Regions from separate parts of the Canis lupus genome. Here region 1 is linked to region 2. Evidence: chromatin contacts called from public Hi-C data. All regions are on one chromosome and are shown on one strand. The core of a region is the stretch at or near the end of the contact, and the rest is flanking DNA. Distances in the headings are between cores, read along the strand shown.

Evidence for each region. A called contact is a pair of places that touch in the nucleus more often than the background predicts.
Region 1: a Hi-C map of blood shows a contact between it and region 2, with 6 times the contacts expected there. The contact joins two enhancer-like sites. A contact is called at or near these places in 7 of 9 Hi-C or Micro-C datasets (amygdala, blood, liver and 1 more).

What each region holds. Positions count from the first base shown.
Region 1 is chr7:10,490,094-10,496,466 of UU_Cfam_GSD_1.0, forward strand. It overlaps LOC102155131 (a long non-coding RNA gene), which reads right to left. Exons shown (of 6, transcript XR_005361923.1): 3 at 3,878-4,014. Among named protein-coding and RNA genes, the nearest start is that of NENF, 26 kb to the left of the region's middle. Within about 2 kb of position 2,783, at least 1 of the 20 cell types and tissues checked has an H3K27ac peak or open chromatin away from gene starts, as enhancers often do. A contact at or near this core is called in blood, where this site is marked.
Region 2 is chr7:10,192,275-10,198,428 of UU_Cfam_GSD_1.0, forward strand. DTL (denticleless protein homolog) reads left to right here. Exons shown (of 17, transcript XR_005361915.1): 7 at 216-328; 8 at 2,247-2,320; 9 at 3,914-4,017; 10 at 4,308-4,412. It also overlaps the pseudogene LOC607906. Among named protein-coding and RNA genes, the nearest start is that of DTL, 15 kb to the left of the region's middle. Within about 2 kb of position 3,692, at least 1 of the 20 cell types and tissues checked has an H3K27ac peak or open chromatin away from gene starts, as enhancers often do. A contact at or near this core is called in blood, where this site is marked.

The DNA.
Region 1 (6,373 bases), core at 1,533-4,032, 300 kb after region 2:
GGGTGGCTCAGCGGTTTGGTGCCTGCCTTTGGCCCGGGGCGTGATCCTGGAGACCTGGGATCAAGTCCCACGTCGGGCTCCCTGCATGGAGCCTGCTTCTCCCTCTGCCTGTGTCTCTGCCTCTCTCTCTGTCTATCATGAATAAATAAATAAAATCTAAAAAAAAATTATTAAAAAAAAGGTCATGTGAACAGGAGTTAACAGTCTTTCTTGGGCTTTTGTGCCTCCCTCAGCTCCCTCGGAAGGTGCTGCATCAAGCGGTTGTGGGAGAAGGATGGGGTGGGTGGGATACTGCCCATGTGGGTACCAGCTCCTACAGGGTGAGCCAGGTGGCCATGGTACATGGCACCCTTCTTTGAGGGGAGACACCCTGCCTCTGCCCGGGGCCATATGTCAGTTCCAATGCTGGTAGCTTTGGGCTCCCTGGGTCTCACCAAGGTTCTTAGGCAAGCAGCCTTCATGGTAGTCCCCTCAGGTGCAAGTCCTTAGGGCCAGGCTAGAAGCCAACGTGAGTGGCCGACACAGACTGGTTCTCCAAGTTGTCCTTCCTCCTTTTCCTCCCTGGGAATGTGCTAGTCACTCTTGGCCAAGACCATCTGCCTTTTCCCTTGGGATGAATTCTTTCTCAAAAGATACCAGTGGAGTCCTGGTATCCGAGCTCACAAGACACGTCTGACCCTCAGAGCAAATCCAGCCAGGTGTCAGTTCTATTATCTTCATGTTATGGGTGGGGAAACCGAGTCCCTGAATATCACATGACTTGCCTGAGGTCACACAGAGTCTTCAGAGCCCTAACACCTGGTCAGTCCTATGTTCTGCTCCCCACATGGTGCTACGCATGCATCGCCTTCCAGTTGGATGGAAGGTTGTTTCGAGATGGCCACCCTGACTGTCCAAACCCAGCAGGTTTCACACGGTGCCTCGAGGCGTCGCAGCAGTGGCTCCCACCCAGACCCTGCGTCTCTTCTTCTTTTTTTTAAATTTTATTTATTTATTCATGAGACACACACACACACACACACACACACAGAGACATAGAGGAGAAGTAGGCTCCCTGCAGGAGCCCAACGTGGGACTCGATCCTGGGTCTCCAGGATCACGGCCTGGGCCGAAGGCGGGCGCTAAACCGCTGAGCCACCCGGGCGTCCCATATAGTCTCTTTATAGTGAAGGAGCACCTTCTGAACCTTTGCCCCTGGGGATACACAGCGTTGGGTTCCTGCAGCCTCTGGACACGAACTTTTCAATCAATAACCTTGTTTTATGTGTGTTTTAGTTGAGAGACTGTCACACGTATTGCGATTCCTTAATGCTGCACCCACGGCCCAGGGCCCTGTAATTTGTGCCTGCCCGAAGCTTGCCGAACACTCCCCCTTTTCTCCGCAGCGCCTACCACAGCCGTCTTGTGCTTGGCAGCACCACACAGCCCTGCAGCACCGCCCTGGTGTAATCACCAACAGAATCACAAAAATAGAAAAAACCCAAACAGAAAACCACGTCCCTGCTGAGACTGTGAAAAGGACCCTTATTCCCAGCCTGGACGCGTCATGTCGCGCCCTCGGCTGCGAGTGTCCAGAAGGACAACTCAGATTTTCGCCACTCTGCGTGTTGGCCACGCATGACCACAAAAGAGCCCTGAGGATTGGTTTGGGGGGTGACGAGTTTTAGCGAGCAGGTAAATCTGCAGACGGAATCCATGAATAGTGAGGATCCACTGTGTCTTTATAGCTCCGTTTGCCCAGCGAAGTGCTGCGTCTGAAGGCAACTGGCAGGGGAGGTGGGAAGGGGGTGCTAGAAGGTGCAGAGGACAGAAGGTGAGGGGGTGCTCTGGAGGGTTGGGAGAACAGCCTGGGCTGTGTCCACAGAGGGCCTCGAAGCCAGCCGAGCAGCCCCCGTGGGATCTGCGCTATGACGCTGCCCTCCCCTCACACCCAAAGCACCACAGATCCTGGACTTCCACGTCTCTGCAAGCTGCTGGCTCAGGATTCAGAATTTGGTTTCCCTGCAGAAATCATGTTCGGTAGGTTGGTCCTCAGCCTAGGTCACAGAGGCCCATCCCGCCTGGTTAGGGAAAATAGTGGCATCGCAGGGCACCGACCCAAGCCCTCACCACAGACCCCCACTCACACCCCAGCCAGGCTCCTCACGGGGCTCTGGGGCCCTGAAATGCAGTGGACAGGGGGTCCTCAAGCAGGGTCTCAGGTGCCTGCTGGGCAGGCAGTGGGAGAGGTCTGTGTTTTGTGAGGTGGGGTGACAGCCAGGGTCAGGCTTTCCTGTAGGGAAGGAGCCCAGGCATCTGGGGATGGAGATGGGAAGGGGGAGTAGAGAGGAGATCCGTGAGGACAGGCCAGGGAAGGGACATTCTGGAGCCCCAAGCCTCCCTCCACTTGCTGCCCACTGTGTCACGGACAACCTCTAAGGTCATGGGCATGGGCCTGAGGGCCTCCAGCAGCTCTGAGGACATTTCCAAGAGGGGGGTGTACAGCTGGGCCCGTGTTAGAGCTGAAGCCGAGGCCAAACCTTGTGCTGCTCTCACCTCCAGAATAGGATCTCAGGGGAGTTGGGACACCCTCCTCCCACCTAGAGCTGACATATCACTGAACACCCCCCAACCCCCCTCAGACACTCTTGTTTGCCCTGCCCCCCGCCTGCTGCCCAGGACCAGCTGAAGCAGGGACGGGGATGGGGCGGAAGGAGCAGCAGGCCCAGCCTACGGAGTGGGCCCCAGAAGATACAAGCTACCGGCAGACCTAGAATCTTGCTCTGTGTGACAATGCGGCTTGTCTTCTACACGTGTCTCTTCCGTAAGGTACACCACAGCCTTCTCACGCTTAGGGACAGCCCTGGTCTGATGTGCCCCTTGCCTGCCACAAGACAGGAAAGGGTGGAGGCCTGACCCAGCCTGTTCCAGAAGCAGGTTAAACAGAGTTCACAGTTAAGCCTTGTTTAGGAAGCTCTGAGCCTAGAGCTCAGAGGAGGACTTGGGTCCAGTCAAGGAGTGCTGAGGAGTGGCCTCAAGTGACTAATGGCTGATGCCTGCTTCTAGGGGGATGAGGGCTTTCCTGCATCGAAGAAGAATGAAGCGTGAGGGTAAGAAGGCTCCTGAGCTGAGCTGGGGAGGGGGATTCTGAGACTGAGCTTTGCACACCAGCCTTACAATCAGTGCCTGCCCTACCTGAGCCTGGCCCACGCAGGGAGCTCGGCATCCTGCCCACTCTCTACCTCTGGTTCACTGGGCTCCCAGCCATGTGTGTGGGAGGGGAGGTGGCCCTTCTGGGGAGCCCTTGCCCCGGGTTATTGCAGCTTCCAGGAGGATGATTGGGGTTGAGAACCTGTGAGGACAGCAGGCATTTGGAGCAGCTCCTGTCTGATGCTCCTGAGCTGAGCTTTACGGGACCTGGAGAGTCACCAGCTCAGTTGTGGGCAGGGATATGTTTGGGAGAGCACGGCCACATCCACCATTCTTGGTACAGTTGGGCTCTTAGGAGGTTTTTTTTTTTTATTAAAGATTTTATTTATTTATTCATGAAAGAGGCAGAGACGCAGGCAGAGGGAGAAGCAGGCTCCCTCTGGGGAGCCTGATGCGGAACTCGATCCCAGGACCCTGGGATCACGACCTGAGCCAAAGGCAGATGCTCAACCACTGAAGGTGCCCCGCTTTTAGGAGTTTTGTTAAAAATGAAGTGAGTGTCCCTAGACAGACACCCTGAGAGGGCTCCAGGGCCTTTGGGGACAGCAGGCATAACACTGGGCCTTCAGAGTCAGCCGCACGACAGCAATTTTCACTTCCACCCTTCAACTGACTAAACTAACCTCCCTGCCTTCCCCCACCAGTAGAAGCAGGGAAAGATGTGGCCTGTGGGGTCCCGGACCGTTACCTGAGTGGGAGGTCCGGAAGAGGGGGAGTTTCGGACACAGGAGAAGCTCACGTCAGTGGCAGGGTGAAGGATGCCTCCCAAGAGAGGGGAAGGAAGCAGGTGGCACATCAGGAGTGGCTCATGGCAGTTGGAGTGACCTGTAACAGAATGGGAAGTAACTGACTGGCAGGTCCCAGGAGGGGAGCTGTGGACATGCAGACCTTGTGAGGTCTGCCCCGGTCCCCACCGCAGCCCTACATTCTCGCTTGTCCACCCAGAGAACATCACAGAGAACCAGGGGTCAGGAGAACAGTGAGCCCCAGGCTGCACATACTCCCAGGGCTGCCCTGCCCACAGGCACCTTGGGAACGTCTTTGTATTACTGAAGTCCTCCATGCTTGTGGGGAAGAATAATGGGAGCAAGAAACACACGAGAAGGAAGATTCTCCTCCCTCTCCATCAATGGCCTCTAGCCACTTTGAAGCCAGGCCCAATCATCCCTCACTTGGGAAAGCCAAGGATGTGAATTAACGTGTCCTTATGCCTGTGGGTGTGTCAGCGGATGTGTATTTCCATGTGACAGCCTCGACTCTTCCCCCAAGCATGTGAAATAAAGAGCTCAGGGCTTGGTGTTCCCTGTGGGGAGCGTGATGCAGGACTTGATCCCTGAACCCCAGGATCACCCCCTGAGCCAAAGGCAGATGCTCAACTGCTGAGCCACCCAGACATCCCTAGTTTCCTGTATTGATCAGAATTTTTGCATAAACAGCAGTGGGTGTGATGAGCACCTCTCAGCCCTAGCTGCTCCTTGGAGTCACCCCCAACTTCCACCCAAATCTCTACCACTGCTAACTTATGTTTTCTAAAAGGGGATTTTGATACAGAGCCAGGAAAGACCCACTGGACCTGGTGGCCAGCCAGCTCTGCTTCACCTCCCTCATCCTTTCCCACCTGCACAAAACCCTCCAAGCCCACCCTGGGGACACTGTCCCTTTAGCTCTGGGGCATCCCCTCTCTCCTCCCTCTCCAACAAGGGAGGCCCCTTGTGTGAAACAACCAAGAGGATCCTACTCTTGAGTCAAGGTTTAACCTATACAAACCACGGGTGGGCATGCTGGAGACTCAGAGAAGAGGGATACAGTCCCAGAAGATGAGAACACGGATGTCATGAAACACATCAAGGGCTTTGGAGTGAGGCAGACATGGGTGAGCCCATCACCACTTACCAGCTGTGTGACTTTGGGCAACACACTTCACCTCTCCGAACCTCAGTTTTCCCATGTTTAAAAATGGAAATAATACCTTCTTTGTATTGTTGTGCAGGTTAAATTGGACAATGTAGGTGAAGGGCAGTATCTGGCCGACAAGAGGAGCTCTGCACACAGATGCAGGACAGGGACAGGATGCCTGGGGCGAGAATTCTCCTTAGTGAGTGCATGACCTCGGGCAAGCCATTTCATGTTTCTGTGCAGAATTTCCTCATCTGCAAAACGGCTTCACCTATGTTCTCATAGGGCTGTTGGGAGGATGAAGTGGGATAGGACACGTCAAGGCCTTAGACCATGCCTGGACTCCGTAAAGTCTTCATGAGCATGTTCATCAGTTATGAAGCCCGCTCTGGCATTGGCGAGCTCATGTCTCCTGTGCCTGCAGGGCCCTGGGCTGTGTTTCTGGGAGGTGGATTGAAAAAGTTGGAGCCTGCTTCCTGGCTTTCAGGAGAGGTTGACCATATTCTCCCCACATCTGTCTGCCTAATTCCTTTCTCTTATTCCCCTATCCTGGATATTCCATCATTTTCACCTCTGCCCTGTTCTCTGTGACCTCCCCAGACACCTCTCGAGCAGCCTCTGGTGGCCTGGGCCCTGGTGTGTGTGGGAGGCACTTGGGGCTGCCCTCTGGGTGAGAAACCCCATTAGTCACCACAGAAGATGAGCCCGGAGCTGCACACCCTCCGCTGGCCAGCACACATGCCAGGCGGGCTGGGATGAATCACTTCCCACGCTGTGTTGTCATCCAGGCTCGAAACAGAGGCCCTGTGTGCAGCTTTTGTGTATAGTGTTTCTTTCCATTCCATGATTCAGAAAATGCCACTCACTCAGCCATGTGATCCCCTAATCGTCTGCCAAGGAACTGAGTGCAGAGGGTTGCTGGAAAACCCTTGAAGGACAGGGGAGGGTGGCTGTGTTTGTTAAAAAAAAAAAAAAAAAAAAAAAAAGTGGATTGTGCCCAGAAAACTGCAAGCTGGAACTCAGGAAACCATCACTGGGAAAAGAGCACTGGGGGCTCAGGTATTATGAGACCAGAGACCCGCCCGTGAGAGCATTTGTCGTTGTGCAAAGTCCCTAATGTGGTTGTGTACAGATTTCCACCTGCTCCATGCCCAGAAAAGTAATGATTATTTTCTCTGATTATGAATGTGAAACTTGTTTATGCAAAAATTCTGATCAATACAGAAAACTAGGGATGTCTGGGTGGCTCAGCAGTTGAGCATCTGCCTTTGGCTCAGGGCGTGATCCT
Region 2 (6,154 bases), core at 2,442-4,941:
AAGTTTTGGAATAAAGCTGCTATAATTATCCATATGCTTATTTCTCTTCTATACGTCGTAATGTCACCAAAAGAAATGTAATGCAAGAGCTCTGCTAGCTTCTAATTTCACTATTTAAGAATATAATTAATTTTGAGATCTTACGTGTAAATGTTACAATCAGCATGAGAATAAAGTTGTGAAACCTAAATCAGTTTGCTTGGAATATCTTTCAGATGGATTTTATAGGCAAGTGAATCAAATCAGTGGAGCTCACAATACCTTAGACAAGCAAACCCCATCAAAACCTAAGAAGAAACAGAATTCAAAAGGACTTGCTCCATCTGTGGTAAGGTTTTATAGCTGTGTAATGTGTACAGATCTTAATAGTAGGATAGAATCGTATTTTAAGGAACTTCTTGGGCATAAAGTAGGAGCTTTAGATTAAATAAATGAGAATCATCATTTCCTCTTGGTATCTGTGGTTTATTACTTACTACTCAGTACCTACGATAGTAGTTCTCAAACTCTAGTGTGCAACACCATCACCTAGAAGCATATTAAAAATTCATCTTCCTGAGCCTCATCCCTAGAAAGCTCCATGCACATGCTATCTATAGTATAATGTAATTCATTAGTAAAGGGGGGATAGTTTGAAGAAGCATATTAAGTATCATGTTATAGTTTTCTATAGGGGGAGGTGATCCCCATTTTTCAGACACAAACCATAAGAACTATATGTTTTTAATACTTTTTAAAACATTTGGCAAAATGTTAAGTATATTGATCCCCTTTTTCAGACACATTCTCAGACACAAACTATAAGAAATATATGAGTTTTTAATATTTTTTTAAACATTTGGCAAAATATATTGAAATATTTAGGTAGAATATAGTATCTCTAGCATCTTATAGTCAAAGTTTAAACATTGCCTGTAATACATCTTTTTTCTTTAAAAAAAAAAATCACCAGGACTCTTATTTTAGTGTGTTTATTTTTCTAATATTCCTAGTTTGTAGGACCCAAATTAATATGTTGGAGAAATGTGTTTACTAAAACATTAGGACTTAAAATTGCATACCAAGAATAGGACACAGGCATGAGTAGAAATTGACAGGGTTAAAAAAAAAAAAAAAAAGAAAAATTGACAGGGTTAATGTGGTTTTTATAAACCAGATGGAATTAAAATGAGTATCATTTCAGACAATCTAATTCTGAGCCAAGAAAACTTGTTAACAGCAATTAGGGGTGAAATTCCATTGAACTCCTTTAAATTTTTCAGAGCATGTAATCACCTTTTTTTTTTTTTCTTGGTAGTTTTATGGTTTTATTAACACAAACATGACACGCACATAAGCTGTCTATTCATTTTCTTTGCTACACAGCCTGGCATTGGGATTGGTGTCTCTGATGGCCAGCTGGGCTGCTCTTTGCACAATGGCTTTGCAGTTCTTGGAGGATACATTGTGAGCAATCTCTGCACAATAAGATTTGTTGCACATCAGCAGCACTTCTAGCTGCTCCTTGACATTGTGGATTAGGAACTTCCTGAAGCCACTGGGCAGCATGTGCTTTGTTTTCTTATTGCTCCCATAACCAATGTTGGGCATCAAGATCTGGCCCTTGAATCTTCTGCGTACCCCATTGTCAATGCCTCTGGGTTTCCACCAGTTGCGCTTAATTTTGACATATCGACATATTGGGTCTGACTGGTGCTGGATGAACTTCTTGGTCCTCTTTTTAACGATCTTGGGCTTCACTAGAGGTCTGAGGGCAGCCATGATGCCCAGCAATTGATGGCTGCCACCTCCGCAGGCGGTGCCGAGGAAGAGAGCTGTAATCAGCTTTCATACATAATTCTTTAGATCCTCCTATATGACAGTTTAAGTAGATGGTGACATTTTATAGATAAAATAGGCACAAGAAAGTTCAATGAGTTTCCTGCAGATACATAGCTTATTAGTAGAACCGATTTTTAAGTAGAACCTGTAGATTTAGACAAATCTTTTATTTACCTGTTTTTTCCTTGAGTACAAGTCAAAAGTCAACACTACTCTAGTTAATGGTGTTTAGGTCATTTTCATGCTAAAATTATTTCTTGGTCAGTATAAATATCTGATTCAGGATTATTGGAGAGGGAAGATTTAGTCTAACTCAGAATTTGAGTTGGGGAAGCCATCATTTTAGCATATTGGTGTCTTGATTGTGAAGATTATGATACCTAAAATAGGACTTTCTTCTGTCTTTTTCTGCCTTGTCCTGTTAGGATTTCCAGCAGAGTGTTACTGTGGTCCTCTTTCAAGATGAGAATACATTAATCTCAGCAGGAGCTGTGGATGGGTAAGAGCCTTTATTTCTTGGTTCTTTTGATGAGATCTCTTTCATAAACTGTGATAGGGAAGTCACCTAGTCCCATTTTAATCGAATGTGTATGCTATTTTAACTTTCAACATAGTGAATACCCAGCTGAGATGAGGAACTACAGATCACACTGAAAAATATCTAGTTAGGACTCTTGCTCAAATAATTAAATGAGGTGATCCGTGTGTCACACTTCACACATTATATAGCACATAGGAGCAGTGTTGGCTGCTGCTGCTGCTGTAGAGAAGCTAGATGGATAGCTGTCTTGTCCATGCAGTATACTTTAGGCAGTGAGTTTCATTTTAAGGAATAAAATTTCTATTTTTTTGGATTTTTTATCTTCTCAGGTTTAGTAATACCCCTAAAAGAAGGAATCTGATTCTCTATCATGGGCATATTGGAGTATAATCTAACTATAATGATAAATCCTAATGACTTTTACATACCTGCTATCTGTGATTGGTCTGAATGTTTGGCTTCCAAATAAGTTTGTGATACTTCTTGATTGTTTGTTTTGTTACCATAAAAATTCTTTGAGTGTTTTTAAGCCCCCTTCTTCGCCCTCTTACTTGTTTGTCATATCTCTCAAGACATCCCTCCCTTTGAAACTAATTTTAAAAGATGATGGCTTAATGAACTAGGATTTCCATTGTGTCTTCTGGACACCAAAACTCCTCTGTGGACCAAATTTTCAGACACAAATGGAGGATTATCTGCTGGTTATTAATTATGCTTATGAATGGCTATGAAAGCTTGTTCTGTTTTCAAGGATACTGTACTTTTATACCAAGCTTGTGTTTTCATGTAGCCTATAAATTAGATGGTGAGGGGTCCCTGGGTGGCTCATTCAGTTAGGTGACTGACTCTTGGCTTTGGCTCAGGTCATGACCTCAGGGTTGTGAGATGGAACCCTGAGTTAGGGCTCCCTGCTCAGCAGGGAATCCGCTGGGAATTCTCTCTTTCCCTCTATACCCCTGATCCTGCTCTTACTCACTTGCTCTTTCTCTAAAAAATAAATCTTTAAATTAAAAAAAAAAAAAAAAAACACTACAAGTTGAGGATTAAGACAATTATACCAATAGATGAACTAAAAAAAATACTTTATTTCTTTATTTCACAGGAAAAGTTGTTTAGACTGGATTACTTAAGGAGTTCTATGTAGAGATAAAACCATAGGAACAGCTTGTTACTTACGATGTTAGAGGTTACATGCAGAGTGTTAAAGGTTTAGGAAGTATTTGTTTTGCTTTGTTTTTTTTTTTTTCTGAAACAATGAAACAATGATCATCAAAACCCAACCTTCATCTTCCTTTTCCGCTCCCTTGAAGTAAACTCAAGGTAACCCATCGCTGGGTCAGACCACATCTGTTTCCGTTCTGCCTGAGTTGTTAGCCTGACGTTGGAAACAACAGTATGAGATAGTTTAATCTGTTTCCCAATGAGATATCCTCATTTTACCTGGTTGATGTGCCAGAAGAGTTAGATTAAAAGTCATCTCATATTCAATGTAGTTGAAACTAGTTGGATTTGGGGGGGTTACAAAATAATTTTCTTTACCTTGGTTTTTAGGGTAATCAAGATATGGGATTTACGTAAGAATTATACTGCTTATCGACAGGAACCCATAGCATCCAAGTCTTTCCTGTACCCAGGTAGCAGTACTCGAAAACTAGGTAAGCCTTTTTTTATACCCTGTAGGACTTTTTTGGAGATGTGAGTTTTTGTTACAATTTTAAAAATAAATACCAAGGTAGTTTTCAGCAACATAGACTTGAGATTAACATATGGCTGTATCTTTTTGAAATTCAAAAGATGAAAACTCAGAAGGATATTTTTGGTTTGTATATATTTGGGGGAAGAAGAATTCTGATGATCTTGTGGAACGATCTTTTTACCTGAACATTGTTACCTCAGTTCTACTTGCTGTCATCAGGACATGCTAACTAGAGTTTTCTTTTTCTAGGATATTCAAGTCTGATTTTGGATTCCACTGGCTCTACTTTATTTGCTAACTGCACAGATGACAATATCTACATGTTCAATATGACTGGATTAAAGACTTCTCCAGGTAAGATCTTAGCCATTTAAAATTAAAATCTCTACCTGGAAAAATAAAAATAAAAAATAAATCTCTTACCCAGAAACTAATACAGAGGTTTTTGTTAATGATAACTTAATGTTGATCTTTTTTCTAAACCAGATTTATTAAAACATAGGAGGACTTTGGGGTCTTTGATTAGTTTCAATGATGTTTTCATAGATGTATTTTCTTTGTGATAATTTCACAAGCAAACAAAATCTTGCTGAATATGGTGACTTAATTTTAACAGTGAGTCTTTTCTGAAATTATGCCCATTTGACTATATTTAGAATTATCTCAATTTTTGTAGGATACAAAAGGCTGTTTTCAGCTTTTATCTTGTTTGGAGGTTGTTTGTTACAATTAAGGAGCTGAATATTTTAAACCCAAAAATAGTTTTTATCTACCTTTTATCAGCCTTCTTAATGTCGGGCAGTGTCTATTTTATCTCTAGTTTTCCCCAACCTCACCTTTTTTTTTTCCCTTCAAGAAAATTAAAATTGAAATCTGGTGTTTAAAGTTGATACATGGCAGTTAAAAAAAAAAAAAGAAATGAAAGTTTCTCAGACATACTCTAAGAAGGCTATTTTGGTTACATAATTTTGAGAACCTTATCAACTGTTGAGGTAAGCTACATATTAGTACCTGGTTATTACTCAGGTATAACTCTGTTCTATAACCAATCCCTAAAGCTATCTAGCTCCCACTGAAGTAGGATTTACTATTAAATAAGAAATCTTAAAATAGTACAGAACTTAGCTAGGCTTTTTTTTTTTTTTTAATTTTAAGATTTTATTTATTTATTCATGAGAGACACACAGAGAGAGGGGCAGAGACACAGGCAGAGGGAGAAGCAGGCTCCATGCAGGGAGCCTGACGTGGGACTCGATCCCGGGAATCCAGGATCATGCCCTGGGCCAAAGGCAGGCACCAAACCGCCGAACCACCCAGGGATCCCCTTACAGAAGGTTCCAAAGTCTGCCCCAAGCCAATATTAGGAGTTTGAGTTCTGTGACAGCTTTGTAGTTGGTATTTCCAATGCCCTGGATTAGATCTGGTGTTGTCTTTAAAAGAGCAAGAATAGGGCAGCCCGGGTGGCTCAGCGGTTTAGTGCTGCCTTCAGCCCAGGGCATGATCTTGGAGACCCGGGATCGAGTCCCACATCAGGTTCCCAGCATGGAGCCTGCTTCTCCCTCTGCCTGTGTCTCTACCTCTCTCTCTCTCTCTCTCTCTCTCTGCCTCTCCTGAATAGATAAAATCTTTAAAAAATAAAAAAGTAAATTTAAAAAAATAAAAGAGCAAGAGTATTTGGAAAAGGGAAGCAGTTTATAACTTTCGCTGTTTTCCTGAATGAAATCAGAACTTGGACAGCGTCTAATTTAGATAGTCCTATAAAATAGACTTTTCAAAATCTTTCTCCAAAAGATAAAAGCATAATCCTAATTGTATTATCGAGTGTACAAGAGCTCTTTCTATGTCATTTTTTGTAGTGTGACCCTAAAGGGGTCCTTGAGTTTAGTCAAATATGCTCAAGGCAACTTACTAATAATTTATTAACTTTTTTCCTGTTCTCCTAAAATTATTTTATTGGCTCTGATAGATAATTAGATAGGTAGGTAGCTATGTTCCTTAGAGATTGAGTGACAGATGTGTAGGACAGGAGGTAATTGCTTACCTCCTGAGCTTAATACTTCATCTCCCATACTTTTAATTCACAGTGTTTTATTATA